Linked DNA regions of Mus musculus: region 1 is linked to region 2. A link is a contact called in public ChIA-PET data. All regions are on one chromosome and are shown on one strand. The core of a region is the stretch at or near the end of the contact, and the rest is flanking DNA. Distances in the headings are between cores, read along the strand shown.

Region 1 (4,705 bases), core at 1,056-3,555, 360 kb before region 2:
TCTGTCTCGACACCATACTTGATAGTGTGTGTGTGTGTGTGTGTGTGTGTGTGTGTGTGTGTGTGTGTGTGTGTAAATTCGTGAATGTGGTGACAGCCGCAAAGGTTCACATTTCTCAGCTACTTAGCATTGTGTTGTGTGACCATGCTACAGCTTATTTATCCACCGATGGACCTCAGAGTCTCTAGCTTTGGGCTGTGGGTAAAGTTGCCATGAACTTTCTCATGCATGCGCTTGGTGCACAAAAGCACTTGTTATGATGAATTGCTGCAGCAGAAGGTCTGTGTGTGCTGACTGTGTGTGTTTCTGTGTATTTCTGTGTGTGTGTGTGTGTTAAGCTTTCTATTATTGGGCAAGGAATAATTGGGGTCAGAAAGACAAAACACGTGCGACTGATGTGATAGAATGCTTAATTGAATTACTCAAAATTGTTTGGTTATTTTCACTCTTTTCTAAAAGCAGTGAAGAATCCCGAGGAGAAATCACCTCCTCACATCTCCTAGGCTGGTCTCAGCTGAGAAAAGCAAGCAAGCACAAGCAGGAAGTGATGCTGGCACACCCTGAATGTTCACCAAGAGTACACAAAGTGTGCCATGTAGATACTATGAAGTATCATTCAGCTGCCGAAAGAAGCAGCCCCACCACATGCTACAAGATGAACTGTGACAGCTCTATGCTAATGGAACCCCAGGAAGACCTGCATTTTATGGTCCAATTTTCCCAAGTTAGTAATAGAACCTTGTGGGTTAGAGAGACCACGCTAACAGCGCTGGCTGCTCTTCCAGAAGACCCAGGTTCGATCCATAGCACCCACGTGACAGCTCACAACCACCTATAACTCCAGTTTCACGGGATCTGACTCCCTCCCTGGCCTCCCTGGGCACTGTGTGAATACTCAGACTCCTAGGAAGCAGAATAGTGGTGCCCAGGGGGAGGGAGAGAAAAAACAAAACCTTTGGGTAATGGTGAAGAGTCTTATATTTGCAAGGAGAGAAAGCTGTCAAGATAACTTCTACAAAACAAAAACCAACACTATGCAACATATTTGAAGTGGTTAAGAAAGAAATAAACACAGAAAAGGATATATTTTAGAGTTGGGAACCCTTTTAAAATGAAAGTATATGACATCACTTCCTTCCTCTCGTTCCTTCCCTCTCAACCCTTGAATGTTCTTCCCACTCTCAAACTCATGGCCTCTTTTTCTTTGACTATCACACACACACACACACACACACACACACACACACACACACACAGACACACACTACTGAATCCATTAGTACTGCTTCTATGTATATGATGCTACGGGGACCACTTGATACAGGATAAACTACTAGGGACCTTACTCCTGGGGAAGCTGAGTTCTCCCTTGGCATTTGCTATGGTTCTTTGTCTAGGGGTGGGGACCAGTGAGGTTCTCCCTTTCAGCATTAGCATGTCCATTAGTAGATGTTAATTTTGAAAACCAGAGAGGAAGAACAACACCCCATAATTTTAGCTGATAAATAGTCTTCTCTTACTTTTTGGCAAACTGGTCTTAAATGAGACGCAGTCGCTGTCTGCCAGATTCTTGTGTTTCAGATGCTGGAGGCAGGGGAATCGTGGTGGGGCGGGACAAGTGTGGCTCTCCGTAGAAGGGGCTTAGGGTCTGGGTAAGAGCCTTGAAGTTGAATAAACTTGCATAGTTATTGTTCAAGTGTGGAAGAACGTCATAGCACATTAAGTACCAGCTACTTCCTAGGTCTCTCTAACTGAATAAAGCTACCCCTGTCCCTCAGATGTTGCATGAAGCAAAGTCCTGAGTTGTAGCAACTCTTAAATAACCTTGAAGAAACATTCAGTTTGTGACAGTTTTCAGCTTGTCAATAGATATGATCGAGCATAAAGCCTCTTGGTAGCCGCTGAGCTGCAGCTGAAGCAGCCCCTGCAGAAGCCACCTCCATGGAGGATCAGCTGCCCACAGTTCCTGGCGGGGGCACCAGAGCCTTAGGAGCAATGCTGAGGCTTTCGGCACACATCATACCTTCCCCAAAATGGTCATGACTTGAGGTAAGCCGGAGAGCACGACAGGCATGTGACCTGTTGATGAATGGCAGGCTTTCCAGCCAAGAACATTATTGGATCTTTCTTGTCCCTGGATTCGGCTTCCTAACTTGACCTCACTTGAAAATAGAATGGGTTATTTAGAAGCTGAGACAGGATTTATTGCCACGGAATTTATGAATTAGCTTTTACCTCTACTGGGAGCTGAGCCTTTGGGTTAGTCTTAGGCAGGCTCTGACCTTGAGATACAGGCTGCCTGCCCTGCCCTTGACACAGGAAACAGTGTCTAACTTCAGGATACAGATCGGTGAGCTGCCTCCTTTCCACCACTTCCTAAATAGACCCAGAGAAAAACATTGTAACGATGAAAACAATAATTGTTTCTATCAGCCCTGTGGTCTCTGCTAAAGCAGATAATATGAATTACAATGTTATACACTTTCCATGGGTCTGAATACACTTATTTTTTGTTTCAAAGAAAGAGGGTGAAAATAATATTCTCTGAATTTAATTTTTTATTCCTTTCTGGTATTTTTTCTTCCCTCCCCTCCCTCCTTCCACCCCACTGCTTCTGTCTTCATATCAGTTGAGCTAGTTGGAAGAGCATTTATGAGTTTGGAGCTAGGAGAAGACCAACCTCTCCGTTCTGAGGAGCCATGGAACTCTAGGAAACTTCCCAGCCCTCAGTGTATCAGTTACCTCTCATTTCAGATAAAAAAAAAATGATGCCATTGGGCTGCTTAGGGTTTCCATAATGATGACACAAAATAGATGATAGATGGTAACTGCCACTTATAATTATTATGTTGGATTCTTACGGACAAGTTCTTATGGAGTAAGAAAGGAAAAACCGGCTCAGATTGCTATAAAACTATTGGAAGAGATGGTTGGAGGATTCAATGCACAGGAAAGGGGAATAGGGAAAGGGTATAATTACTTACATCAGTGTAGTAAGAAGATTGTTGTAGCAAATAAGCAGAATCCAGTGAACGCTCTCATATGACCTGCCGGTGTAAGCCCGTGTAAGCCACATAAACCCGTTCCTTTCCTAAGCTGCTTTTGCTCAGGGTGTTTTGCTAACCATGAACTTTATATAGTGTCTATGTTGGCAAGGCTAGTTTAAGAAATACAATTCTTTAAATAACATGGACAGAAAAAAAAGAGAGAAAGAAGAACTTTCCTGTGCAAGATTGGTCTAGTCAATACTCCAGCTTGGTTGGAGAGGGACCGGTGAGCTCTGACCCCTAGATGAGGAGCCACTGGCAGTTGGGGGCTTCTCAGGGAAGGACAGTCACTTTTTCTTAAGGGTATGACTCCTGGTAGGTCAACCAAAGTGCAGTGAATGACCTCATTCTCATGAGTATAGGATAAGGCCGGTCACAAAACAAACAAACAACAACAACAACAACAACAAAACCACACACAACCCAAAAGGACACAAAGTTGGGAAGGAGCAAAGGGGAATAGATCTAACAGAATATAATCAAAATATATCGTATGCACGTATGAACTTCTCAAAACATTAAAAACAAGTTGTATTTTTAAAAATGAGCTGAGATCATTCTCCAGGTGGACAGGCTGAGTTTCAAGAGCTTAAGCACCCTGCCTTTGGATACATATCCGGTGACAGAGCTGGGTCAGAACTGGTAGGTGTCCTGACTGGAGCCCATGGGTGGGCGGCCATCCTGCTTGAGCATCGAGCTTTTGAAATGCGACACCTTCAGAAAATGCCCAGAGATCTTTCATGCTGGAGGGAGGACAACTTTGTATTCACTTCAGGGATCATTTTTCACAGCTGGAATTCAAAGCATGTGAACACAGATATCGTTATCCCTGGTTCACAGATGGAAAGATCTGGACAAACACCGACTCCACACTGAGTGGCTTACGCAACCATCATGCCCATGCAAGCTGGAGTGTTGACCTGCTGCAGGTGCCTGCCTGCTTCCGGGACGCCTTTCAGCTTCCTTTCTCTTGCCTGTTGGTACATTCCTTGGTCATTTTCTCCCCACCAAAGGTAGAACCGACGAGGGGTAATGTTTGTTTCATTCCCCCTTTTAATGCATGGATGAACATTTAATAGTGTCTGCTTTAGTGCACTTTCTGCTTTGTGCCAAAACACTAACCAAAATCAACTTAGAAAAGGAAAGAGGTTTATTGGGCTTATACTTCCAGGTTGTGCTTTATCACTGAGGGAAACCAGAGCAGGAACTCAAGCAAAAACCGATACAAACAGCACAGGGGGATGCTGTTTACCGGCTCACACTTAGCTCATTTTCTTATATGGTCCATACCACCTACCTGGATATACTGCCACGCACAGTGAGCTGGATCCTCTGACATCAATTGTCAATCAGCCTGTCTCTCACAGACATGGCCCAATTTAGAACGATCTGGGCAATTGTCAGATGAGTTTTCTTCTAGGTTGGATCAAGTTGATCATAAGAGCAATCTCTGCCTAATACCCACCGGGTATTGACTCTAAATGAACACTAAACCAACCAACCAACCAACCAACCAACCAACCAAACAAACAAACAAACAAAAAACCAAAAAAACCCCAAACACTCCAAAATGTCTTCATTCATATATGCAGATTGAAGAGAGAATCAAGTCACCTATCTGGATTCTGATTCTGAGACCTAATTTCTATGTTGGTCAG
Region 2 (4,786 bases), core at 1,004-3,503:
CTGCTCTTCTTCTTTTTCTAATGTGCGCTGGCCCAGTGAACAGAGATGTGAAAATAAGCAGAGAAGGAGAAGCAGAGGATTAGCAGGGAAACACACAGCTTTTTTTTTTCCGATTTTTTATTAGGTATTTAGCTCATTTACATTTCCAATGCTATACCAAAAGTCCCCCATACCCACCCACCCCCAATCCCCTACCCACCCACTCCCCCTTTTTGGCCCTGGCGTTCCCCTGTACTGGGGCATATAAAGTTTGTGTGTCCAATGGGCCTCTCTTTCCAGTGATGGCCGACTAGGCCATCTTTTGATACATATGCAGCTAGAGTCAAGAGCTCCAGGGTACTGGTTAGTTCATAATGTTGTTCCGCCTATAGGGTTGCAGATCTCTTTAGCTCCTTGGCTACTTTCTCTAGCTCCTCCATTGGGAGCCCTGTGATCCATCCATTAGCTGACTGTGAGCATCCACTTCTGTGTTTGCTAGGCCCCGGCATAGTCTCACAAGAGACAGCTACGTCTGGGTCCTTTCGATAAAATCTTGCTAGTGTATGCAATGGTGTCAGCGTTTGGTTGCTGATTATGGGGTGGATCCCTGGATATGGCAGTCTCTACATGGACCATCCTTTCATCTCAGCTCCAAACTTTGTCTCTGTAACTCCTTCCAAGGGTGTTTTGTTCCCACTTCTAAGGAGGGGCATAGTGTCCACACTTCAGTCTTCATTTTTCTTGAGGGAAACACACAGCTTTGATCAACCCAGGAAGAATGATGCTGTGTGTTTAGATCTGCCCAGCGTTTGTCATTTTCATCTTCTGGACCTGTTGTCTAGCTCTCTCACTTCAGAGCTTACCTTTACCGTCAGCATCACCCAACAAGGATTTCATTAGCACAGGCTTCAATTCACCCAGAGAGAGCCAGAGTCCAAACGTGATTTGCATCTGGAACATGGCTGCAAGTCATACGAGGTGGAGAAGCAAAATCGATTGCACTCTTTGTCCAGATAATAAACTCACAGGCCTTCAGTGCTTAGATCTGGAAGGATATCTGCAGAATCATGCTCTAAGGTATAGTCTGAAAAGCCTCTTGAAATTATATAATAGTCCCGGGAGAGACATTTCTAGAATAAGTTTCTTTAAAAGTCATTCCAATCAGTAGAAAGAAAGCTGCCCCCCTTTTCTTATAAGGATGAAGAACTCAGGTTCTTTCTTGGATTTTGATCAGTTTCTTCCTGACCTTGCTCTCCCTTCTAGCTTTATTTCATTTATGAGTTGATTAAAATTGAATCCATGCCCTATACTTAGGTTATTGATTTCACGTCCTCTAGAATCTCCCTTTTCCCTTTGATCTAGTTCTTTCTCATCTACTTCTCTCATCTACTTGCTCCTCCTGTGGAAACAGCTATGTGCAAAGAACTTCTCTGTCTCTGTCTCTGTCTCTGTCTCTGTCTCTGTCTCTGTCTCTGTCTCTGTCTCTGTCTCTGTCTCTGTCTTTGTCTCTGTCTCTGTCTCTCTTTGCAGAAGAATCACTTCTAACATTGTATAATTTCATACTCTCTGGAGACATATTTATTTTGTATACCTGTTAAAAATAGGATTATGGGATAAGTATGCCATTATTAATTAATTAAGATAAAATTGGCAAAAAAATCAAGCCTTTTCAATCCTCTAAACCTGGAATGGATTAAAAACTCATTCTAAGATTATGTTTTCTCCTTCCTTCCTTCCTTCCTTCCTTCCTTCCTTCCTTCCTTCCTTCCTTCCTTCCTTCCTTCCTTCCTTCCTTCCTGTCTCTCTCCCTCTCCCTCTCCCTCTCCCTCTCCCTCTCCCTCTCCCTCTCCCTCTCCCTCTCCCTCTCCCTCTCCCTCTCCCTCTCCCTCTCCCTCTCCCTCTCCCTCTCCCTCTCCCTCTCCCTCTCCCTCTCCCTCTCCCTCTCCCTCTCCCTCTCCCTCTCTCTCTCTCTCTCTCTCTCTCTCTCTCTCTCTCTCTCTCTCTCTCATTTCCTAAGAGTCTAGTCACTGATCACAAGTGCCTTTGAACGCACGGATGATCTGAGCCTGAGGAGGCTTCCATTTTTAGGTCACCACTCAGCAGCATTTAACAGAGGGAGTCCAACTTGGTGTTCACTTCATAAGAGGTCACAGTGGAAGGAAAGACGTGCTGCGTTTTTGCTGGCTTATTCAAGCAAGATCGCTTTTCATCTCTGCCGAGTGAAGAACAAGAGGGGATGTGGTTAAGTTAGAGCACAGAAAGAGTTTCCATCTGGCTAGGATTTCCTCTGTGGTTATGAGCTTTCTTCCGAAAGTGAGTTTAAGTGTGTAGGTGCATCAGTACTCCTCATTCAAGTGACCTGGACTCTGTCTTCTCGTTTGTATAAAAAGGTTTTTTACTTTATATTCAACTATGTGTGAAGTAATTTACTTTCAGCTTAAACATTTCAAATTTCCACTAAGTTCTTGAGACAAGAGAGAACATATCGGATGGGTAAACCTTGAGACCTTTTTTTTTTATTTAAATATTTTTTATTACGTATTTTCCTCAATTACATTTCCAATGCTATCCCAAAAGCCCCCATACCCTCCCCCCCCCACTCCTCTACCCACCCATTCCCACTTTTTGGCCCTGGTGTTCCCCTGTACTGGGGCATATAAAGTGTGCATGTCCAATGGGCCTCTCTTTCCAGTGATTTTAACTGCAGTGGATTCTGTTTTAAAATATGGCAAGGGTTTTCATTTCTACCTCAAAGTGAACTCATGAAATGGATATGGAAAGAGCTACATTAATAGTCAGTAAATTCAATAAAGAGTACACTGCGCATGACACAAATAAAAGTCAAAGTCGTCTTTCTCAGACAGCCCATGGTTCTTCACTGTGGAAACCTGGGAAGAATTCAAGGGGAACTCAATTCCAACACCCTGTCCCACCTTGGCAGAGAAAGACAGTAGATGAAGACCCAAACTCAACCCTTCGGTGTCTTTGTTATTGTCATAGACTTGAAACAGAAACTTGAACAAATATACTTCTCTCATCTGTTTATTTGAATCAGAAATATGAAGGAACGTTGCCAGAAAAGCTTAGAGCCTTCGGTCAAGAAGGCAGAATGTTCAGAGTTGTAGCAAACTTACAAGCCAGTATAAACCATAGAAGATCAGGATTCTCTTCTGAGAAGAGCCAAAAATGAAGCAAGCATTCAGAGGGAAATTGAGATGCCCCGAGAGAGAGATTATAGGACTTCCTTGCTTCTAGTTTCCTGAAATCTCTTGAAAATATATCTCTAGTCCTGAGATTTGAGATGCTTGCAGTGTCCCTACATACGGTCCACTCCCAATGCTGTTTATGCTTGTTACAGCCCAGCTAGCTAAGCTAATAGTTGTCTCTAAGCACAAATGACTATCTCAAGTATGTGGTCAGAGAGCGATGTTTCTCATTCTTTATTTTACTGCTTCCTTTTATTCCTTTAAGAAATAGGTTTCTTTCTGAAATATAATATTCCCTTCTAATGTGACTGCTTCAAAGGATATGTGCTAGTGATGGACATCTCTGAAAAAGCCACAATCAAGATATTGGAATATTTTGATCCAAACCCATACACTTGAATATAATTTTCCTTCTAGTAACTCCATGTTTGACATGCTTTTTTTCTAAGTTATAATGAACAATCTCCAATGATTTTCAGAGATATAATAATAAGCAATTCAACAAGAAGGGGAAATGGGTATTATTGGAATGTGTAGAAGCAACTAGACATTGAACTCAACTTTCAAATGTGTATGTTTAGATATCTCCTTACCAACTTGAACAAGATATCGTTTAATTTTACAGAATACCAACTTAAGCACTGGAGAATTTAATGTGCTTGATTTTAAAGTGTTACTATTACTCTAATCCAGATTTACCTTCTTCTGTCCAGCTGTGGCCACGGCAGATGTAGGTAGAGGAGCTGGGGGATAAGGTCTATCTTTGAGTCTCTTTCCCATCAGTCTTCCTAGTTACTGACTTTTCTGGTCCTGTCACAGGATGAACACATGTGGGCACGACAGTCTTTCTTCGTGTTTGTATCATGTCTTCTCTGACGCCAGTCTTGACCTGATGCTAGTGGCGTCTTGTAAGGAGGAAGATTTTCCATCTGGTGTGTTTAATTTCCTTGGGCATTTACCTTTGTCCAAGTCAATTCTTCTCTTTAAGAAACTGACATACTTCCCCCTGTTGCCCATCAGATTATTTGTTGGTTCAGAGACTGTGTAGGCATCCTCAGCCCTTTTGTGAAGGTAGACAGTTTTATTACTGTTTATAGGTGCCGTGGAACACCGAGGCTAGGTGCTTAAGAAGAATGTCAAATCCTTTAACATCTATTGTATAAATACTTCAGCAGTCTCCATATATCCTAAACATCTAAGCTAGAAATAGGTACCATTATATGCATTCATAAGCATCTATGAAGTTTAAAGGACATGATGAAGCACTTTATTTTGTACTCAACCATTAACAAAACAGATGAAAACAACACAGCTTTCTTAAGGAGTTCCAAAAACTCTCCTCTTAGCATCCTTAGCATGCTCCTTCCTGGGACTTTGCCCAACAGGACCTGGAGGTTCTGTAGACCTCAGGCCTCCAGCCAGGGAAGCAATTGTCACATTCCTGGGGCCTTTCATCTTTATGAAGGATTATCTTGGCTCCCAGGAAATGAGGCCTCCTCCTTTAGTCCTTTGTTTACTTTTCTCAGACGCCCGCCTGTGGTACCGCCTCAGTTGGCTCCCACTGCTCTGCCTTGGCATCAGGAAATCCAGGATGGGGTGTT

The links. ChIA-PET counts read pairs in DNA pulled down with a chosen protein or histone mark.
Region 1: a contact with region 2 is called in an RNA polymerase II ChIA-PET map of memory CD8 T cells, with 4 times the contacts expected there. The contact joins two enhancer-like sites.

What each region holds. Positions count from the first base shown.
Region 1 is chr17:78,449,006-78,453,710 of GRCm38.p6, reverse strand. No RefSeq gene overlaps it. Among named protein-coding and RNA genes, the nearest start is that of Gm32464, 13 kb to the left of the region's middle. Within about 2 kb of position 2,305, at least 32 of the 459 cell types and tissues checked have an H3K27ac peak or open chromatin away from gene starts, as enhancers often do. A contact at or near this core is called in memory CD8 T cells, where this site is marked.
Region 2 is chr17:78,084,563-78,089,348 of GRCm38.p6, reverse strand. No RefSeq gene overlaps it. Among named protein-coding and RNA genes, the nearest start is that of Gm32076, 97 kb to the right of the region's middle. Within about 2 kb of position 2,253, at least 32 of the 459 cell types and tissues checked have an H3K27ac peak or open chromatin away from gene starts, as enhancers often do. A contact at or near this core is called in memory CD8 T cells, where this site is marked.